3 separate regions of the Mus musculus genome follow, and regions 2 and 3 are each linked to region 1. A link is a contact called in public HiChIP or PLAC-seq data. All regions are on one chromosome and are shown on one strand. The core of a region is the stretch at or near the end of the contact, and the rest is flanking DNA. Distances in the headings are between cores, read along the strand shown. Region 1 has its middle 19 kb from the start of Gm25799. Region 2 holds the start of Fbll1 (fibrillarin-like 1). Region 3 overlaps Slit3 (slit guidance ligand 3).

What was found. HiChIP or PLAC-seq counts read pairs in DNA pulled down with a chosen protein or histone mark.
Region 2: an SMC1A HiChIP or PLAC-seq map of the NIH/3T3 cell line shows a contact between it and region 1, with 22 times the contacts expected there. The contact joins the promoter of Fbll1 here to the enhancer-like site in region 1. A contact is called at or near these places in 4 of 39 promoter capture datasets (cranial neural crest, maxillary cranial neural crest, pre-B cells and 1 more), 1 of 15 datasets of contacts at CTCF or cohesin (the NIH/3T3 cell line) and 4 of 115 datasets of contacts at active chromatin or transcription factors (SST interneurons, embryonic forebrain, embryonic hindbrain and 1 more).
Region 3: a contact with region 1 is called in an H3K27ac HiChIP or PLAC-seq map of the NIH/3T3 cell line, with 7 times the contacts expected there. The contact joins two enhancer-like sites. A contact is called at or near these places in 1 of 15 datasets of contacts at CTCF or cohesin (the NIH/3T3 cell line) and 2 of 115 datasets of contacts at active chromatin or transcription factors (the NIH/3T3 cell line and double positive thymocytes).

Annotation. Positions count from the first base shown.
Region 1 is chr11:34,877,755-34,881,441 of GRCm38.p6, forward strand. No RefSeq gene overlaps it. Among named protein-coding and RNA genes, the nearest start is that of Gm25799, 19 kb to the right of the region's middle. Within about 2 kb of position 2,122, at least 4 of the 459 cell types and tissues checked have an H3K27ac peak or open chromatin away from gene starts, as enhancers often do. A contact at or near this core is called in the NIH/3T3 cell line, where this site is marked.
Region 2 is chr11:35,796,866-35,800,552 of GRCm38.p6, forward strand. It overlaps Fbll1 (fibrillarin-like 1), which reads right to left and starts at 2,019. Exons shown (of 1, transcript NM_001004147.3): 1 at 515-2,019. The coding sequence starts at 1,569. The coding sequence ends at 625.
Region 3 is chr11:35,585,201-35,588,887 of GRCm38.p6, forward strand. The region is part of intron 9 of Slit3 (slit guidance ligand 3); the gene reads left to right. Among named protein-coding and RNA genes, the nearest start is that of Mir218-2, 30 kb to the right of the region's middle. Within about 2 kb of position 2,096, at least 79 of the 459 cell types and tissues checked have an H3K27ac peak or open chromatin away from gene starts, as enhancers often do. A contact at or near this core is called in the NIH/3T3 cell line, where this site is marked.

The DNA of each region.
Region 1 (3,687 bases), core at 872-3,371:
TCCCCCATACCCTCCCCCCCTTCCCTACCCACCCATTCTCATTTTTTTGGCCCTGGCGTTCCCCTGTACTGGGGCATATACATTTTGCGTGTCCAATGGGCCTCTCTTTCCAGTGATGGCCGACTAGGTCATCTTTTGATACATATGCAGCTAGAGTCAAGAGCTCCGGGGTACTGGTTAGTTCATAATGTTGTTCCACCTATAGGGTTGCAGATCCCTTTAGCTCCTTGGGTACTTTCTCTAGCTCCTCCATTGGGAGCCCTGTGATCCATCCAATAGCTGACTGTGAGCATCCACTTCTGTGTTTGCTAGGCCCCGGCATAGTCTCACAAGAGATAGCTACATCTGGGTCCTTTCGATAAAATCTTGCTAGTGTATGCAATGGTGTCAGCATTTGGAAGCTGATTATGGGGTGGGTCCCTGGATATGGCAGTCTCTAGATGGTCCATCCTTTCGTCTCAGCTCCAAACTTTGTCTCTGTAACTCCTTCCATGGGTGTTTTGTTCCCAATTCTAAGGAGGGGCATAGTGTCCACACTTCAGTCTTAATTCTTGAGTTTCATGTGTTTAGCAAATTGTATCTTATATCTTGGGTATCCTAGGTTTTGGGCTAATATCCCCTTATCAGTGAGTACATATTGTGTGAGTTCCTTTGTGTGAATGTGTTAACTCACTCAGGATGATGCCCTCCAGGTCCATCCATTTGCCTAGGAATTTCATAAATTCATTCTTTTTAATAGCTGAGTAGTACTCCATTGTGTAAATGTACCACATTTTCTGTATCCATTCCTCTGTTGAGGGGCATCTGGGTTCTTTCCAGCTTCTGGCTATTATAAATAAGGCTGCTATGAACATAGTGGAGCATGTGTCCTTCTTACCGGTTGGGACATCTTCTGGATATATGCCCAGGAGAGGTATTGCTGGATCCTCCGGTAGTACTATGTCCAATTTTCTGAGGAACCGCCAGACTGATTTCCAGAGTGGTTGTACAAGCCTGCAATCCCACCAACAATGGAGGAGTGTTCCTCTTTCTCCACATCCTCGCCAGCATCTGCTGTCACCTGAATTTTTGATCTTAGCCATTCTGACTGGTGTGAGGTGGAATCTCAGGGTTGTTTTGATTTGCATTTCCCTGATGATTAAGGATGTTGAACATTTTTTCAGGTGCTTCTCTGCCATTCGGTATTCCTCAGGTGAGAATTCTTTGTTCAATTCTGAGCCCCATTTTTTAATGGGGTTATTTGATTTTCTGAAGTCCACCTTCTTGAGTTCTTTATATATGTTGGATATTAGTCCCCTATCCGATTGAAGTGGGAATTCTTGCACAGACAGATTAGACAGAGATGTAATCTGTTTCCTATTAAAATATGTCTTAGAAATAAGGGCATGTTTGGGGAAAACAACTCAAGACAAAATGCGATTGAATAACTTTCCACTTGAGCTTCAATATCTACCTTACCCCATCTTGGTCAGGCAGTGATTGCTAAGTCATATTAATAAAAACAAGATAGAAAGTTGCATGTCATGACACTTATCTTTCTATTGCATACATCATCCTGTTCAGCGAATTTAAAACCTGGGCACACCTTTAATCCCAGCATTTGGGAGGCAGAGGCAATGGGCTCTCTGAATTCAAAGTCAGCCTGGTCTACAAAACAAGTTCCAGGACAATCATGGCTGTTATTTAAAGAGACCCTGTCTCAAAAACAAACAAACATACAAAAAAAGAGAGTTTGAACATTGAAAATTATTCCTTTGATTTCTGAAAGCTCCCGTTATGCTGAGAAATAAGCTAATACCCTGCTAGAATGTGATTCACCACCCCCATTCCACATCCTCATTGACAAGAGCATTTTAACACTGTAAGCATGTATGGATTTTATAGCTCTTCTTTGCAATCTCCACATGTTCTAAAACATACATGGAAATTTCCACAGGGGAGCCTAATCCCACCTATCACTTTGATATACCAGGCAAGCAGACTTTGTGGAAATTGTTTTGTTGCAGACGTCATAGAAGATCAACTCCCACTGCCTTGTGTGATTTGCTTATATAGAAGGAAGCAGGAACAAGTCTCTTACCACATCTTGACAATGGGGCCAACCTTAACCACACTATTATCATCTGCCCCCTGATGGAGATGAGTCAAAGAGATGTCTCAACAATTCCAACTGTAGCCACCTCCAGCTTTCCTTTGCAGGCATTGCTCTGTATTTATGAATAAATGCACTTTTGCTGACTTGCTTCTGGAAAACATTATTAAATGGGGAAGGGGCTTTCCCATTGCTGGGCATTCCTTCATGCCAGCAAAATATTCAAATCACAGAATTCTGAATTAGTGTTTTTTTCAGTTACAAAGATATCCCTGTAGACATAAGTATGAGTCATTCGAGAATTATTGGTTTGATTCTTGTAGTTGAGAGAAGGGAATGAGGCGATTTGAAGCCCACATGAAATTAACTATTTAATTATTTTCTTTTGAGACTGTGTCTATAATAGAATGGACCCGACTCCCCAGTCTACCTGGGATAACCACCGTGAGCATTCTGAAGCATATTGTTGAATGCAGGACCATCACGAGGCTGATATTCCTCTGCACTCACGCTCCCTGGCCTTAGCTGCTGTCTGGGAATCTTTGTAGAGTAGCTAGCTAGCTGCCTCTCTGGGGACCATACACAAAGACTCACTCAACTCTACATGGACCCCTACACAGATGGGCTCTCATCTCAGGTGAGCACTCATATATTATTTCAAACCTGTGTCTAGGCAGATTTTCCACACTCTCTTGAGCCATAAATAATTGAACTTCTGGTGATGAGAACCAGGTCTAGGGCTGTCTACTTCTCCTAGACTAGCCCTGTGGATCTCACTTCCCTTCTGCATCTGCACTGGGGGGCATGGTGGTGAGTATACTTCCCCTCCACTTTCCCTCTGTGCCCACTAGCTCATCACCAGAACGAGGAAAGGCTTTTGTTTAAAAGAGAAAAACAGACCCATGAACTGAAATACGAGATCACCCACAACCAGGCAACATGGCTTTGATAATTTCCTAAAGTAAGCCTAATGATTTAATGTTCGGGCTCTCCTATATTATGTTCCTCTCTATTTACGTTAACAATTGGGAAGGGATTAGATTTCTATATGTATTACAGATGTGACTAAGTTATGATTTGTTGCTGGGGTTGTGGTCAGGGTCAGGTGTTTTGAAGTTTGGGGCTTCTTATTCAAGGAGTTCAAATAAAAAGCCCACACACATGGCAAGTGTATCTAGAAAACTTTATTCAAAGCAAAGCTCTAGAATAGGTCTGAATATCCTGCAAGAGGGCAATGGGTCATGAGAATGAAGACACTCAGGAACTCCAGTTATTATTTGGAGTTTCATTTTAAGGACTTCACAAATGGGAGGAGGAACTTGGGTGATAAGGGACATGGAGAAGGTGGTTCTCTGTTTTTATTGACAGGTTAGGCATAAAGTCTTTTTTTCTGCTATACACGTCCCTACCCATGATGCATCTGATTTTAATCATATCTGCACCCAATTCTTCAGAGGCATAGGAGATTCTGCCTAAATAAATAAATAAATAAATAAAACTCATGTTAGGGCAATTTTGCCTTGTTGTATATATACCACAAGCCAATTTAGACTGGATTTCACTCCAGATTTTTGTACTGGGACATAACTGGGAAT
Region 2 (3,687 bases), core at 769-3,268, 920 kb after region 1:
GACTGCAGAAAAATGAAGAAAACAAAACAAACCATTGTGGCTGATAATCTGGGTTTGAGTTGGTTTACATCTACTTCTTGCATACTCCGGAAGTAGAGGCAGGAGGATTAAGCTCGGCCAGGGCTACAAAAGAAGATGGCATTTCAGAAAACAGACACACAGGGAAGAGCCTAGCTTTGAGTCAGGTTGAATAGGTCAGCATCCAATAGTCTTCCCTGGACTCAGCCTTGACCACCCCCACCCCCGCCCCCAAAACAAAACAAAACAAAAAAACCCCAGTGCCTTCGTATTTCCCCCAAGAAATACTTTAAAGATCACTAGCGGGCTCTCCTATCCTTGTTCCTGTGATTAAAAGACACGTGTAAAAATGGGACCCTGTGGAGACCAGGCCTGGGGTGACTGGAATAGACACCACTCCCATGTTGTTCCTTGAAGGGGCCCTATACCTCTGTATTAGGCCACCAAGGCTGGAGAGCGACTGGTGCAGCTGCAAAACCCACTCTGGCCTCAACTGTACACTTGGGAATTGTTTATTTTATTAAATAGAAAAACAACGCACTAGGACAGGCACAAAGACACAGTCTTGTGGCAGCGCGGGGGCACCTTCCCTGGTTTCTGCTGCTGCTACTTGCTCTTGGGTGGGGGCCGATAGACCCCGACGACGACGGCGTGGTCCCTTTCGTAGGGCTCCAGAGTCAGCTGCTCCTGTGGCTTCAAGTTCTCCTGTTGCAGCTTCCTCACCTCAGAAGCAAACACGGCCTCGGCAGACGCTGTGGAGTCGATGCAGTTGGCCTTGATGGAAATGAGAAAGTGGCCTCCGTTGCGCAGAAAGGTGTGGGCGTTAAGCGCCACGATGCGCGACTGATCTGGCTGGGCCACATCGGCGAAGATCACGTCCACCATGCCAATGAGCATGCGATACTTGAGCGGGTGCCGGGCATCTTCCAGCACCGGGATGATGTTGGTGCGCTTCTTGGCCACGTTGACCAGATCGCGGCCGGCGCGATGGGAGAATTCAACCGCATAGACCAGGCCGTCGGGGCCGATGATGTCGGAGACGTGTGAGACAGTGGTTCCGGAGGCGGCGCCCAGGTACAACACTTTGGACTTGGGCTTGATGTGGATCTGGTCCACGCCGCCCAGGATGGCCGCTGCCAATTTGGAGCGGAAGGGATTCCACGTGCGGTACTCCTGTTTCTCCCCGTTCTCCATCACGGTGACGCGCTTCTCGCCGTACACCGAGACTCCAGGCACCATGTTCAGTGTGACCAGAGCATCCTCCGCGCCGCGGTAGATGAACACGCCCTCGTGCCGATGCGGCTCCACCGACACCGTGATGCCCTTCTTGCGGCGGTTCTTGTTCTTGCCTGGACCGCCGCGTCGCTGCCTGTCGCCGCCGCCGCCCCCGCCGCCCCCGCCGCCGCCTCGTCCCCGGCCCCGGCCGCCGCCGCTGGAGCCGCGTGTGCGTGCCCCGAAGCCGCCTTTGGTCCCTGAGCCCGTGTCACCTCCCTTGCTGCCTCCCTTGCCGCCACCCCAGCCCCAGCCGCCGCGGCCGCCCGCGGGTTTCATGGCCCCCGCAGCTCTCAGGAACTGCCGCGGTGGTCGGGGATCGCGAGGGACCCGGGCGGTTGCTGCGGAATGGGGACAAATTGTTGGCGGCGGCTGCCCGCAGGATTAGCCGCAGCGGGATGCAGGGGGCCGCGGTGCGCACATCCCCGGATCCACGCTTTGACGCGGTGACTTGCGTGATTGCATCACAGCCGTTTTGTAGCCCCTGTAGCCCCGGAAGCCCCCCTGCACCAGCTGCGCGCAGACACAGCCTGCTCACTTGTAACCCTTTGCCTTCTCTCGAGTCTGCTGGTATTTATTCTCTGCTTTCCCAGGGACTCCAGCTTCTTTCCCTGGATCTCGCAGTGGCCAAGCGTCTCTGTGGCAGAGAGATGGGAAGCGCGCATCCACTAGTCCTTGAGTTTCTTAGTTTCTTGCTCTCCCGTGTGTCAGCAGGAAACCTATGTGTAACCTAAATCATATGGCACTTACTTCAGAAAAAAAAAAAAAAAGGAAATTACTTCGATGTTTCGTCTGTGCTTTAAAAACCATTCTTTCATCCAAACCTTGAGGAACTGGAGGAAGAAATGGGCAGCACCGCGGATAGAAACCCAGACGTCCCTACATAGGCTTTAGCGTCCAGTCAGCACCAGGGACAGCTACCTCAAACACGTCTCTTCTGACCACTATTGGTGGCTTTGGGGCCAAGCTGGACTTCTGTGTAGCTGATCTAAGCACATGTCTGACCTCCCTGTTAGTGGAATTAAGTGCCAAGTCCAGGGAGATGGTGTTGGGCCCCCAAGGGCCCAAGTGTTGAGAACGCGACCCCCAGAAACACACAGCTTGACGGCAGAACGCTGCAACAATGACAAGAGGTTTTTATTCTAACGTGCGTGGAATAAAACCATGGGGGGGGGGGGCGTTGCTCAGCCTCGCAGGGAGAGTAAACCCCGATTGTCAAAAGTACATCTTTTTTATAATCTTTGAAAGGGGGGCACCTCACAGTGATATCATTATTGGCTAGCAAAGCAATAGTGTATTTTTAATTTTAGTGATCAGCTGTTGATGTGCCAGAAAACTTCGTCAGCAAGGTTAGGACAGTATGTGGTTTATTGTGGAATTCAAACTGAGGCAGGATTTCCAAGGACTGTTATCTGTGTTATAGCTAATTTTTGAGAACTGCTAATCTTGCTCTGGTCAACTGTGGTCATCATGACCTCTTAGTCAGTCCTCTCAGATGGGGAAGGGCCCGGGTGGTATTGAACTATTGAACTTGCTTATATTGGCAGGGAAAGGGAAAATTCCTCAAGCAGCAGGGGGAAGGGAAAAGCTTTTGCAAATAGCTTTGGTGCACATTAGCCAAGCTAAAAACTATATTTCTTCAGTGGAATGCACCTAAGAACTAGAACATGACACAGGGAGAGGATATTAACTCCCCATATGTGCACACATTAATCTCCTCTCCTGTCTCACATCCACAGACAGCAATGGCAGGGCTGTTCACCCCTGAGTATTATAAGACTTTCTTGATGAGGGCCACAAGTCTGCATGAGGATATAGAGAAGGTGGCAGAGGAAGAAATGCAGGATTCCTGTGATAGCTTGTTCGTGGGAAACACTCTAATTACAATTTGAAGAGTATTCTCTAAAATGAGTTACATTTGCTGTCTTGGTTGTGTTTCCACCAATCAGACCTTGTAATGACTAGTTTTTGCATATATTTGAATTGGCCATGGGATGCTCAGATACTTAATCAAATATTATTCTGGTTGTTTCTGGGCAGTGATTGGATGAGGTTATCATTTACATTTGTCAAGTAAAACAGATTGTCCTGCATTGTGTGGGTAAGTTTCATTTGATCAGTTGAAGCCCTGTATAAATTAAAAGGCTGCTCTTCTCCAAGGAAGAGAGAATTATGCTACCTAATAGCATTTAACCCGGAACATTAGTGCTTCTTATCCAACAACTTTTGAAGAAGGGTGTTGGTTTTGATGATTTCAGATTTGCCAGCATCCATTTTGCATGAAAAACTATTTATTTGTGTGTGTGTGTTTCATATGCGTCCTGATGGAGGTTGTCTTAGTCAAGGTTTCTATTCCTGCACAAACATTATGACCAAGAAACAAGTTGGGGAGGAAAG
Region 3 (3,687 bases), core at 846-3,345, 710 kb after region 1:
ACAGGTTTTGCTAATGCTGAGGCTTCTTTTGTTCTTTACAATGAAGCCATTTCACCGGGAGGCTCGATCGTTGTCTCCTTGTTCCGAGCTACAGGACTAGTGATGTGCTCACCCTCTTCAAGGTCCTTGCTCTGTGCGATAGTGGGGCCATGTGCGTCCATATGTACCATGTGTGTCCTCCTGCTCCCCTGACAGGAGGGCCATTTTTCCTGACAGTGAATAAGGAGAGCAAATGGTTCAGTAAAACCTAGTGGTTGAGTCAGGGCTTTGGAACCAGATGAATGTGGACCGAAACCCCTGTTCTAGCCTCTCCTAACTATGGACTAGTGTCTTTGCCTCTCTGAGCTTCAGTTCTTCCTTGTTTAGGGATAGGGCTTGGCGTGGTGGTACACACCTATAATCCTACCATATGAAAGGCTATAGCAAGGTGAGTGTAAGTCCTAGTCCTGCCTGGGCTACATAAGGAGATTGTGTCAAAAAAAAAAAAAAAAAAAAAAAAGGAAGAAAGGAGGAAAGGTAGGAGGTAGGGAGAAAACAGAGGTGGTAAAACCTTATCGATGCACCTTACAGATATGTAAATATTAAGTTTGACATGCCGTGAAAGCTTAAAGCCCAATGCCTAGCTAACATCTATATACTTGATACCTGTTAGTTCTTAATGTTATCCATACCCTTGCCTTTGCTTTATTTAAGGGAAATGGGATATTCACAACTACCTCATCACCAAAGGCTGCCACCTGGGCCTGCCATGCCTTTGACAATCCACTAAGGATCCCGTGGAAGGCTAAGAAATACAGACAAAGCCTATTCTCGGAGTAAAAAAACCTGAGGAGTGCAGGCAGGGTACAAGGCAAGGTCTCCACCAGGGTTAATAGTCTAAACTTGGAGTTCTTGTTTTCTGTTCAAACCTCATTTCCTTGCACTCCATATGCATAATATATATTCATGGGGGGGGGGTACTTTCAGGAGCTCCCGTGAAACTCCTAATCCTCAGATGCTCAAATCCATTATATAAAATGAACGTAAACCGTGCACATCCTCCTGTTACTATTAAGTCCTCTCTCAAATACTCTCTAAGTACCAACACTGAGTAGCTGTTAGACTCTGTTGTTTAGGGAAATCTCTCCATGTTGAATCAGATGCCTTTTTATTAATATATTTTAAGCACAGTTGGTTGAGTCTGTGAATGGTGATCCCACAGATCCAGAGAGCTGATGAGTATTCATTTCCTGTCTTTTCATCTCTGTCCCATCTTCCCTCGGCTTTGAGACCCTATCCGCTGAGCACGGACATCAATGATGTCAGTAGGCCTTAATGTCTGAGACTTTCCCATGACTTGGGAAAAGCCTCTATTTACCCATTTTCATAAATATGGACAAGCAGTGTGACCGACAGATAGGAACAGGGCTCATTCATCCCACCACTGACTCGCTGTGTCCTTTTTGACAAGCTTTTTGATCCCTCTAGGTTTCCTTCGCCTTGTTTACAAATGGGCCAGTACAGCTCGCCTCGTAAGAATAAGGGTTCTCAAAAATAACAGACATAAACGCCAGCACGCCATTAATAATAATACTCGATAATAGTGATCTTGATTATTATAGCAATAGAATTCAATTCTCTGGTGGGCTGCCTTGAGCTCTGTCAACAGAGTCGTAAAGTCCTTGAGGTCGGTGTCACATCCTGCTCCTCCCTTAGTATTTGCCCAAGCGGAGTCTGGCTGATTGTAAACTGCACAGAGATAATAGAACTCGTATCCATCGTTGCTTCACATAGACAGGCTTGTAGACATGAGTTCCCCTGCAAAAAAGACAAAAGGGCCACTATCCTGGTGGACAGTGGTTCTCTCCAAAGGCAGAAAATGATAAAGTCCCTTTCCTGCGTGGCAGGTGACTCACAGGATACCTTGGAGAGCTTGTGGTGTCCCAGAGATCCATGGAGTTGTTGCCTTGGCTGAGAATTCCCTGCTGAATTCTCTACTCAGTCAGAAAAAGGAGAATGTCCTTGGAAAGTCTGTCAAGGCATCCTCTGCGGGTGACTGTATCCAGTAGCCCATGATCCCACATCCCAATGGTAAGCTTTGGTGACTCACCACCAGTCAGTCAGCCAACTGGGCCTCCGTCCAGCCTGTCTATGACTGCAGTCCCGGGAAAGTGCCCTCCCCACCCCCTCCAACAGGGCACAAAGGCATTGCTAACAGACTGTGGCAGTCTCATTTGTAAACCGTGTTCATCCAGCAGCCAAGAAAGATCAGCCCTGATGCTCTCCGTTCTCACCCGCCCTTCCTCTTTGGGCTCCCACCCGTTCCCCCTTCCTTTTGCCTAGAGAGTGATTTGTCTGTGTTATGGGTAGGCCTGACAAACCAGTCCACATTAGCAGCTGAGATGTTGTTTGAAATGGCGAAATTGCTGGCAAACTGCTCCATTAGCGGTTCCAGTAACAAATACTCTGTTCCCCCAATGAAGATGAGATCGTGGAGGCACAAATTAATACGACTGTCTCCCCCACGCTGCAGCAGGGATTACTCTTCAAGATGAATGGGTCCTCCCTGCCAGAAGTGTGCATCCGCTAGACATAGCCACTGAGGGAGCCAGTCCCTCCCCTCTCTCCCTCTGGCACCCCACACATCCCTTCCAAACATTCTTATTCATTCATTCATTCATTCATTCATTCATTCTCTCTCTTTCTCTGTGTTTGTCTCTCTCTGTCTCTCTGTCTCTGCTCTCTCTCTCTCTCTCTCTCTCTCTCTCTCTCTGTGTGTGTGTGTGTGTGTGTGTGTGTGTGTGTGTGTGTGTTTTCTCAGCTGAGGGTTTGGGGAGCAGCCACACCAAATGAGGAGTTGATGAAAAGATTTGCACCTTCGGGAGAAGGGAGATGGATGGGGCTGGGATGCTAAGTCCTCAGCCTGGGCTCTGGTATCATTCATCATCATAATAGAGTGTCCCACCTGCGGCTCATCCCTGTTTCCCACTACACCGGTCCTTAGTGGTGGGAAGGCATTTGAGAGATGACATAATAAGACTGCAAAAGCTCTCTCAGTCCCCATCGCCCCTTCTCTCCCCAGGAAGTTCTAGGCTCTGGACCTGCACCATCTTATTCTTCCCAGAGTCCTAAGAGTGGAAGCATTCGAGAAAGTTCATATAAAGTATGTGATACACTTTACAGCAGCTTCTCAGGGGTCCAGCCTGGGGCCTGAGGCTGCCAGGGTCTCGGGCAGTCGGTTTGAGGAGTGTCAGACTGGAAGCCTAGAGACTTTAAGGCAGTTTCTCCACAATATTGAAACTGCCAAATGAAGCGAGCTGCTGACAGTTCTGCCCATTAGCTGTGTAGTTGGGATGTCACCTATAGAGTGTCATGGTTCCATGGCAGGGAAACACAGCTGCCCTGTGGTCCATCTCTCTCTTCTTTCTCTTCATGATATGCACTTTTTCTCAACTCTCTGTTCTAGTTACTTCCTGCAACATTCTCTGAAGAGCACAGCTGCCACCAAAGGCAGCTGACGGTAGCAAGCATCGAAGCTCCCGGAAAGTCCTCCTAGCTTTCTCCAGTAGCTCTTGGGCCCTTGGATGATGCTCTATAGGCCAAAAGCTGAATGCTGTGGCTATTTCAGTGTTTGTCCTGTCTCCCACAACCAGGACATGTGCCCTGTGCCCTTGTGCTTTGTCCCCAAGGCCCTCAGTGGTCCCTTGT